Regions from separate parts of the Zea mays genome. Here all the other regions are linked to region 3. A link is a contact called in public Hi-C data. All regions are on one chromosome and are shown on one strand. The core of a region is the stretch at or near the end of the contact, and the rest is flanking DNA. Distances in the headings are between cores, read along the strand shown. Region 1 has its middle 39 kb from the start of LOC100282506. Region 2 has its middle 110 kb from the start of LOC100284396. Region 3 has its middle 110 kb from the start of LOC100282506.

Evidence for each region. Hi-C and Micro-C count contacts between places; a contact is called where the count stands out from the background.
Region 1: a Hi-C map of leaf shows a contact between it and region 3, with 2.8 times the contacts expected there. The contact joins two enhancer-like sites. A contact is called at or near these places in 2 of 25 Hi-C or Micro-C datasets (endosperm and leaf).
Region 2: a Hi-C map of tassel shows a contact between it and region 3, with 2.2 times the contacts expected there. The contact joins two enhancer-like sites. A contact is called at or near these places in 2 of 25 Hi-C or Micro-C datasets (endosperm and tassel).

Annotation. Positions count from the first base shown.
Region 1 is chr2:69,844,619-69,847,826 of Zm-B73-REFERENCE-NAM-5.0, reverse strand. No RefSeq gene overlaps it. Among protein-coding and RNA genes, the nearest start is that of LOC100282506, 39 kb to the right of the region's middle. Within about 2 kb of position 1,671, at least 16 of the 20 cell types and tissues checked have an H3K27ac peak or open chromatin away from gene starts, as enhancers often do. A contact at or near this core is called in leaf, where this site is marked.
Region 2 is chr2:69,547,498-69,550,669 of Zm-B73-REFERENCE-NAM-5.0, reverse strand. No RefSeq gene overlaps it. Among protein-coding and RNA genes, the nearest start is that of LOC100284396, 110 kb to the right of the region's middle. Within about 2 kb of position 1,374, at least 7 of the 20 cell types and tissues checked have an H3K27ac peak or open chromatin away from gene starts, as enhancers often do. A contact at or near this core is called in tassel, where this site is marked.
Region 3 is chr2:69,700,323-69,703,294 of Zm-B73-REFERENCE-NAM-5.0, reverse strand. No RefSeq gene overlaps it. Among protein-coding and RNA genes, the nearest start is that of LOC100282506, 110 kb to the left of the region's middle. Within about 2 kb of position 1,569, at least 18 of the 20 cell types and tissues checked have an H3K27ac peak or open chromatin away from gene starts, as enhancers often do. A contact at or near this core is called in leaf and tassel, where this site is marked.

The DNA of each region.
Region 1 (3,208 bases), core at 422-2,921, 140 kb before region 3:
AACGAACTAAATATTATTCCCTGGCGCCACAAAGCTGACTGGGAGACGCCACCTAGATCAAGTAGAAAGCCTCAGTGTTAGGCGGCTCCTCCTCGACCACCTGTTCTTCTCCTGTGGGGGGTGTGAGACAGCAAGGGTGATCTAACACATGTTCATCGTTCAACAAGTTGTGGGGAATAATTTGCATGAACAAACCAAATGTGGGAGTTCATGTGAAGTGTAAGGGTGATAAAAAATAAAGGTTGAAGCTGAGCATTGCTTTTATAAGTTGGTCAAAATTTTATTAACAGTTACTAAGTGTAAGTAAATACCAAACCATAGTAATAATAAGTAAAAGTAATAATAAAATAATCCCAATGCGATTGAAATGACAAATTGAATTTAATTCCATAAATTAACCATGTGAGTGTTCGAGCTGCTCATGACCGTGAGCTCGACTAGTATACCAGTTTTACACTCTGCAGAGGTTGTACCCTGTACCCACAAGTCATGTTACCCATCTGCCAAGGGATCACAACTCTCATACACCTCTACCAAGGAAGTGAGGCAGGGCAACACTACGAGGCCTTTACAAAGTTCTACTTGCAAGAATCCCTCGTCTGACCACCATCGCAGCAAAATCAACCCGAGAACCTCCCTGCATGCAACTCCCCTACTGCCCTTGCCCCTTTCGGGTAAGGTAGTCTTCCACTAGTTTTCCTAATTAGTTAGTCAAGGGTGTCCCATTCCACCATTGTGGTGGCACGTGTTTCCCAAATTTAGCTACATGTTCCAATTAAAGATAATGATCTTGACATGAACATAAATAAAATAACAGAATAATTGGAACATAAATATAATGAAATATTAACCCAAAACCATGTAAAGCAATAACATAACTACTCAAATGATTCAGGGGTAAACAAGGTAAATGGATAAACAGACTAGGATGACCTATTGGGTCCCATCAAAATTAAACCTATGCATGAATAAGTGATATTAAAGAACATTATTGGGTAAAAAGTGGTCAATGGCACAACTTGCCTTCAATGAGCTCCTGCTCAGCAACTTCTATCTGCTGGGCACCCGGATCCTCAGCCACTGTCTCTTCTATTCGCCACAATACAAACAAGCACAGTATATAGAGAAAATTAACATCACACCAAACATGTAAAAAAATGTATAATAATAATCTACACATTAAAATAAGATCCTAGGAACAGGAATCATAAATTTTGGAGTTATGGATTTTAAGTTATGAATTTCCAAAGGTTTTATGTGCTTGATATATGATTAATTGAGAAATTAATTTTATTACTGTTTTCATGTCAAAACAGAGACTCTAGGTGATAAACAATAATATTACAAAATTTTAGAAACTGGAATGGATCAATTTGGAGTTAGTATGAATTTTCTATGATTTACACAAGTTCTAGCAATTATTTATGCACTAAAAATCTTTGTCTAATTTATTTTCTCTGGTTTTCTGTTCTGTGGACTGGGCCCCAAATACTGTGAAGCGCAGGGGTCTCGTGGTACAAATTCTTAAGACACAGAGAATAGACCAGTGGACCGTGGGTTGATTCCTATCTTTCGCGGGGTTTCTTTAGAAAAAGTGCACGGCCAAAGGGTATCGTGCGCTCCGGATCGCCCGATCGCTAATCGACCGCCAGGATTAGACGCATCCTCGGCCGAATCGATATGTAACGCTGATCATTGGATCTGAGATCGATGGCTCTGCAACTTCCTTACCCGACTGCGTCCGATTAGATCGGACGGTCCAAATCTAACCCTCGTAATAACTCAATCTGTACGATCACAGCCGTTTAGACTTCATCCAACGGCTGAGATGTTTATTTCTACCTTCTAATCACGGACGTTGGTTATCCTATCAACGGCGCAGAAGCCATCCGCAACCTCAGCGAACAAACACGACGGCGTGCACTGGTTCCGCGGCGACCCCATGGCCGGGTATTGCCAATCGGCGCCTGCATGCTCTATTCTTCGATCTAAGCCCCGCTACGCAACGAAGAGAACAATCGGGACAAACTAATTAGGTACTCACCGACGGTAGTGGCGGCGGTGAAGTCGCCCACGGAGTCGTGCGTCCCCCGCGGTGGTCCTCCACCTCCGACGAGAAATTCCCGCACCTCGGAACGCTCCGGCTTCACCCCGAGGGCACGGACAACTTCCACGCGTCCAGGTGATTCTTCCTAGCGGTGCGCCGAAGACAGGGCGTCGACACAGATGGAATTTCTCCGGTGGCGGCCCCCTTCTTTGCAATGGCGCACGGTGGCAAGTTCTAATGGGCTCTAGGCGTGGTGAATGCGGGTCAACAGCAGGCGCGGTAGGGACGTCCGCACATATAGCCGAGGTGGGGCGATTGGCTTCGTAGTCAGCTGGCTCCGATGGAGATCACGGGTGGTCGTCGAGGTGGCCGCGGCATGCCCGCGCATCCGTTACGGCGAGAGAGGGAGCCGGGCTGACAAGCTGGCCCCGCACGTCAGCGACCGGTTCAACCACACACGCGTGGGTGAATTTACGACGGCGGTCCCACCAGTCAGCTGCGGAACGACGCCGCACGAGCGCAGAGACTGACGACCGGGTCCCACCCGTCAGCACCTGGAATCCGACTAGGCCGCGCGGTGGAGAAGAAGAATGGGCCGGATCAGGGAGATTAGGCCCAGGCGTAGTTTTCTAATTTCTCTTTTTCTTTTCTTTATTCTTTTCTCTTTTCTTTCTACATTTTCAAATTCAAATTTGAGTTCAATTGTAACTGTGAACTTATGCTCATTTTAAATGTACAAATTGAACATACTAATATGAAAATGAATTCATGTGTTCATAAATTTATTTCTCTATTCTGTGTAGTATTTCTCCTCTTTTCTCTAAATCCTTGAAATCCTTGTAGATCTTAAATTCCTCTTTGGAAACATCTCGCAGAATTACACGAAGCAAAGTTATTAACATGTGCAAGGTTCAGTGGAGTCATCATTCGGAAGATGAGGCCACTTGGGAAAGAGAAGATGAACTTAGAGCAGAATTCCCTCAGTTATTCTCGGAAGTTTCTTAATCTCGAGGACGAGATTCTTTTAAGAGGGGTAGGTTTTGTAACATCTCAAATTCATCAATTAAAATAATACATTAGTAGTCGCTAAACTTACTAGAGAGTAAATTAAAATTTTGGAATCAAGTGGTTGATGTTATTTACTGTTGGAGACTGATATTT
Region 2 (3,172 bases), core at 125-2,624, 150 kb after region 3:
GGACTCGACCACGACCATGGAAGACAGACTCGACCTCGACCTCGGAGGAGCCCCCACATCACCCAACCTAGGGCGCGGGCCAGCCACGTCAACAGGAGGCGCCATCATTACCCTACCCCGAGCTGACTCAGGCTACGGGGAACAAGACCGGCGTCCCATCTGGCTCGCTCCGCCAGATAGGCAATGATGGCGCCCCGCACGCTCCCTGACGACGGCGGCTCTCGGCCCCCTTACGGAAGCAAGAGGACGTCAGCAAGGACTCAACCGCCCCGATAGTTGTCCTTCTGCCAGGCTCCAGCGCTCCTCCGACGGCCACGACATCACACCAACTGGGTGCCAAAACCTCTCCAGCTGCCACGACGGCGTGTACTTAGGGCACTAGCTCTCCTCCGCTAGACACGTAGCACTCTGCTACACCTCCCATTGTACACCTGGATCCTCTCCTTACGTCTATAAAAGGAAGGACCAGGGCCCTCTTACGGGGGGTTGGCCGCGCGGGGACGAGGACGAGACAGGCGCTCGCGTGAGGCCGCTCGCTCCCTCTCCCGCGTGGACGCTTGTAATCCCCTACTGCAAGCGCATCCGACCTAGGCGCGGGACGAACACGAAGGCCGCGGGATTTCCACCTCTCTCACGCCCGTCTTCGGCCACCTTTCTCCCCCCTTCGCGCTCGGCCTCACGCCGACCCATCTGGGCTGGGGCACGCAGCGACATTTCACTCGTCGGCCCAGGGACCCCCCGGTCTCGAAACGCCGACAATGATCGGCCTTGACTTCTTTTAACTATTGGAAGCATAGTGCTCCGGTTATACCTGCTATATATATATATATATATATATATATATATATATATATATATATATATATATATATATATATATATATATATATATATATATATATATATATATATATATATATATATATATATATATATATATATATATATATATATATATATATATATATATATATATATATATATATATATAACAAATGTGAGATAAGTCCACCTTAAATTCTTGGGTCACCTGATAGATCCTCCATTACTAGTAGCAATTGGCCAATTCCGATTCATAGATGTAGTTTAAACAAGAATGAAAAATGACTCTGGTTTAACTATCAGTTTAAACTTAAATCCCAATGTAACGAACGCATCCTCAATTTATTATAGTATACTCCCCTGTTCCCAACAACGCAAGTACCTTGACTATGTAGCCATGCTTGATCATATCTTCCGGCATGGAGTAGCTCCAAAAGGAGCGAGGAGAGGAACGCGCGTGGACCAAAGGTGGTCGTAGTAGTGGCAGTGCAACTGTGCGAACTGCGGTGTGAGAGCACGGGACAAAAGATCGGCCGCTGCCTGCCTGGACCACTAACCGAAATAGGTCAGCAGTCAAGGAGCATGGCGTCAGCCTCGGGACGCAGCGTACTTACGCGCCCACTAGCCTTGTTGCCGCCGCGCCATGGACGGACCTCTCGCTGTTGTCTGCTGCAACGGCCGGCCGGCAGCGGCGAGCATGCCTCGGCCAGCTTTTTCCCGGCCACCTCTAGCTTTTCTCCCTCTCGACGTACGTCCGCCCTCTGCCTTTTTTTTCTTGGGCGACGTCGCGCCTCCGCGGGTCCCCCCGGCACGGCCATCGTATGCATGCAGGCGATCGCGTACGAACGTACTGGCCGCCGGATGTCTTTTCGTTGCCTCGCGCGGTCGGGCGGCCGGCTTTCCTCGATCATCTCACGTACGATCGCGCGCGCGCGGCCGAGCTTTGTTTGCATGCAGCAGAGCAGCAGGAGACCAGCAGACAAGCGCACCCTGCTGACAACCCTCGTGCTTCCTACCACTACGGCCACCGCTACATTCCTCCATGATGAGAGCAACCTGCACTGCAGCTACCTCCATTCTTGTTTCTACGTCTACTATGTGTTTACCTAAGCGTACTGAATCTCGGGGCTGTAGTTGGTCGAGATCGATATCACTTTGTTTAATCAATTTAGTTTTTTGGTCGCAGGCCAGCTCAAATCATGCAGCCATATGAGCTCTTTGAAAGGTACCATGCAATGCTCTACGTGCTTTAGGCCTCGTTCGGTTTGGTCGGTTTGGCCCATTCCTGCCCTTATTCCGGACAGAATAAAATGACCTGGTTAGGAATTGATTTATTTGTCTAAAAGCTGTTCGTTTCGACTTGAATCAAAGCCAAGAGTGATCCGGTTTGGAGATTTTTCTTCTACCACGGTTCGGTACAAAGCCAGGTCTTCTGACCTCCGGATCCAATCTTAGCGAGTGCTAGTGGAGGACGAAATTGGGCAGCAGCAATCCTGGCCGAAACTGGGTAGCAGCAATCCTGGCCAAAGCGAACAACGTTCAGTGGACCATCAGTTTTTATTCCTGAGCTAGATCTATCCTTGACCAATTTTGAGCAAACCAGCCGGATCCACCCTATTTGGCCCAGGAACAAAAACGTGTATGTCTTTAATACCGAACAAACGAACGGGGCCTTACGCCTATTGTTAAATGTTAATAAGTTCCCTCAAATAAAGCTCGTCGTGAGCTTCAACTATATCCGGAAGCATGCATCACTGCAGACTTAGACCGTGTTTATTTGTTTAACCTCTAGATTATATAATTTAATGTAAATAAATTAAGAGAAAAACAAGCAACACAGATTATTAGGTTGATTATATAATTTAGATATCTAGATTATGATAATCTATAAACAAGTCATTAGATACTTATATAATACATAACCTAGATTATATAATCATGAAAGGAAACAAACAAAGCCTTACATCATATGTTGGTGGTGCACCACTGCATCCTGCCGGGCTTTGAACCTGTGCGAAACATTATCACCCCGCCTCAGTGTACAAAACTGGATTTTGCTGATGCTTGCGTTTTTTACTGACAGTTTACAATGTATATGTGTACGTAGAAATAAAATTATAGAATCATAACTATATATGAAAGTCAATTTATTTTTGCTAGCTGTACGTTTTCTAAGTCTACCAAAACTTTTATATTTACACCGGCGGCTCTTTTAACCTACCTCTCCAGTGTAGATTTGAATTGTACTGTGGCGCCACTCTTAAGAGAACATTTCCACATGGGTGCCTCCTCCAATTAATTTTTTTCTTCTATTTTTCGTTTTTTTTTTCAATTTTTATTTTGCCGAGTG
Region 3 (2,972 bases), core at 320-2,819:
AACTCTACAATTTTGTTGTAGTAACCCATGATCAATTCCTCCTAGATCAAGATATACAGGGGCTTGAAGTCGGCCAGTTAACATTGTATTTTCAGGGTTAAGTATAGAGGTACCCTTGGCTCTTTTTGCATTTTACCCCAAATTGCTCCACAAAACATGGAAATCTCCAAATATAAAAGTTGCTTAGTTTTTGTGTACAGCCCAAAATTGGTCAAAGAAAAAAAATGATAAAATATATTTGAGGATTTTTGAAACTTTGGGAAATTTATTTGGACCCTTCTATCTTCATAGCCAATTAATGGAGTATTATTAGTCGATTAATCCATAAACAAATAGGAATGTGCATCCCATGCTTAAGATTATGTTAGGATACATTTTATTCAACCTCAAATTATAAATGAAAATAGAAAACAGAAACTGAGTAAAAAGAAAGAAAATGATTTCTTCCATAATTGAATAATAGGAAGGAAAAAATAAAATAAAAATATTACAAATAGTAGTATTGATGATCACTTTAAGACATATGTTAGGGCATTTTCTTTATGGAGATCATAAAATATAAAACTATTGTTCTTGAGATAAATATGTGGGAATTACACATTTAAAAGGCAATGATAAATAGAATAATAAATAAAATAATATCAACATTGCATATCATATAGAGTTGATTGCACCAGGAACTTTTGGGCATGAAACCCCAAGCTAGAATCTAAATCCAAATTAGAAAAATCTGAATTTGAATTTAAATAGAAAAGAAAAAGGAGAAGGTGTGGTTTTCATAACTGAAAACATTTTAGCATAAATAAATAAACTAAACAATTATGTTTTACTGGAAGTTTCTGAAATGTGCATTTGAATTTATAATAGAAATTCGAATTTTTTAGATTTAAATTAGAAAACAACGAAGAAAATAGAAATAAAGAAAAAGAAAAGATAACCCAATGGGGCATGCCAGCGCGTGGGCCGAATTCGGATCCTTGGCTCGGCCTAGTGTCTGCCACCCACTGCGCGCTTCCCCTCCATGTGCCGCTGCATTGTGGGTCCCTCTGCCCAGATCCACTCACCTGTGCGCCTCGCTTACGTGTTGGGCCCCTCGGCCGGCCACCATCTGCACTTGGGTTGGCTCCTCTCGGAGGCACTGCCAGGTGGGACCACTTCGTTAGTCAAACACCCAAACTCTGTAGATCTTCTTTCCCCACTCTCCAACTCGCCCTTGCGCGCTTGCCTTAGGGCATGTACAGTGGAGAGACACCAAAACGGTTCTCAAGCACAGGAGACAACTAAGAGACTCTATTGTACAATGGAGTGTCTCTAAATATAGTCTGTTAATAAATACAGAATTAAATGTATTTGTATAGCATCAGATCGATAGAACAGACGACAAATTCGTACAGTGGGAAGTGAGGTGTCTGTTGTTACTTGGTTTACGAGCCAGAGGCGTCTCTTCACGGAGAGACGGCTATAAGATTTTTTTGCAAATAACCCCCTAAAACACCTTAAGAGCCACCACATTAAACACCACTGTACATGCCCTTAGACCCATTGAACCGCTAACTGGTGGGGCCGGGTCATCAGGGTCGTCTTCCGGTCGCTATGCGGTGGGGCCGAGTCATGAGGAGCGTCTTCCCAACAGACTTCGCCGATCTCCCGCCTGTGAATTCCGCATCTCCCTCAACCCTCTTCCCCTTTTTCCCGAGCCACTACATGATCCTCCCGGGTACTTAAGTCAGCTCCCCATACTCCTCTGCATCTCGTCCCGCTAACGTCGCGCGATCGTGAGAGCTGAGAGCCTCCATGGGGGAGAGCACAGAGGAAGTCGCTCCGTGCCGCCATCGATTGTGAGTTGCTGGTTGGCTGGGAGATAAGGTTAATCACTGGCCCGTTTGGATGCTTGGCATTGCGTCGTGGGATTGGAACGACCTCTGGCGCTGTCGCAATTCCTCATCAGAAGTTGGGATCCACCATGGATCGCATGTCCCTGTGGGAAAGGAATGTTGCAGCCTAACCATCGGTAAGTAGTCCTCATCTGAGTCTGCCTTGTCCTCCTCGTCGCGTGGCACCGGTAGAATTAGAGCTTAGGGCATCGGTTCATGGGTGGCTTGTCGCCGGTGCGCCCTTCGGGCGGCGCCGCTGTGTTTGGTCTGCGGTAAGGAGAGATGGGTAGGGGATCGCGTCGTAGCCGTTGGATCAGGTATCAACCATGGCGATTAGATCGATCTCTTACCGGTTCGTGGTGTTGTGTGAGCCGTTGATTTTGGATCGATCGGGCGACTGGCGATTTCTGTTATTTAGGATCTCAGCCGTTGCTCTCAGATATTACGGCCACCGGGGTCTACCAGTTCTGATTAGATCTTTGGCTGTCCGAATCTAATCCAACGACCGAGCTCACTTCATACCCCTTCACGCGGCAAATTTTATGAAGAGCCCCTCTGTTTGGTTATAATAAACCCGCCATCCTTATTATAATTAAAATAAATAGGGTTTAATTGGATATTTGCAGATTCACCCCTGGACTAATTTTAGGGTATAAAAATTTGGTCCATTCAAGTCGCGCTAGCTTCATGTGAATATTTATTATGCAGTAAAAATATTAATTATACCATATTGCATATTTTATAGTTAGATATTTATTTATCCTATGTCTACTAGATTAACTTTTCTAAACCAAAGCTAACCTATCCATAATTATAATTTGATTAACATAAGATCTTTAGTCAAGTTATAATTAAGATTAAGGTTGAGTTAATTATTCATAGAATATTCTCTCATATGGTGTATACTAATCAATTTATAATATAGTTTAATATTTGGACCACATAGATCTCCCATAAATCATAACTCTGTAACCATAACTCCGATCTTTGCGGTTCTCGATCCCACGACCTCGTAGCAACGCATAGAGTATTATTATGCGGTTTCTTCTTGTGTTTGGTGTGATGTTAATTTTACCTATACCCTGTTTGTTTGTATTG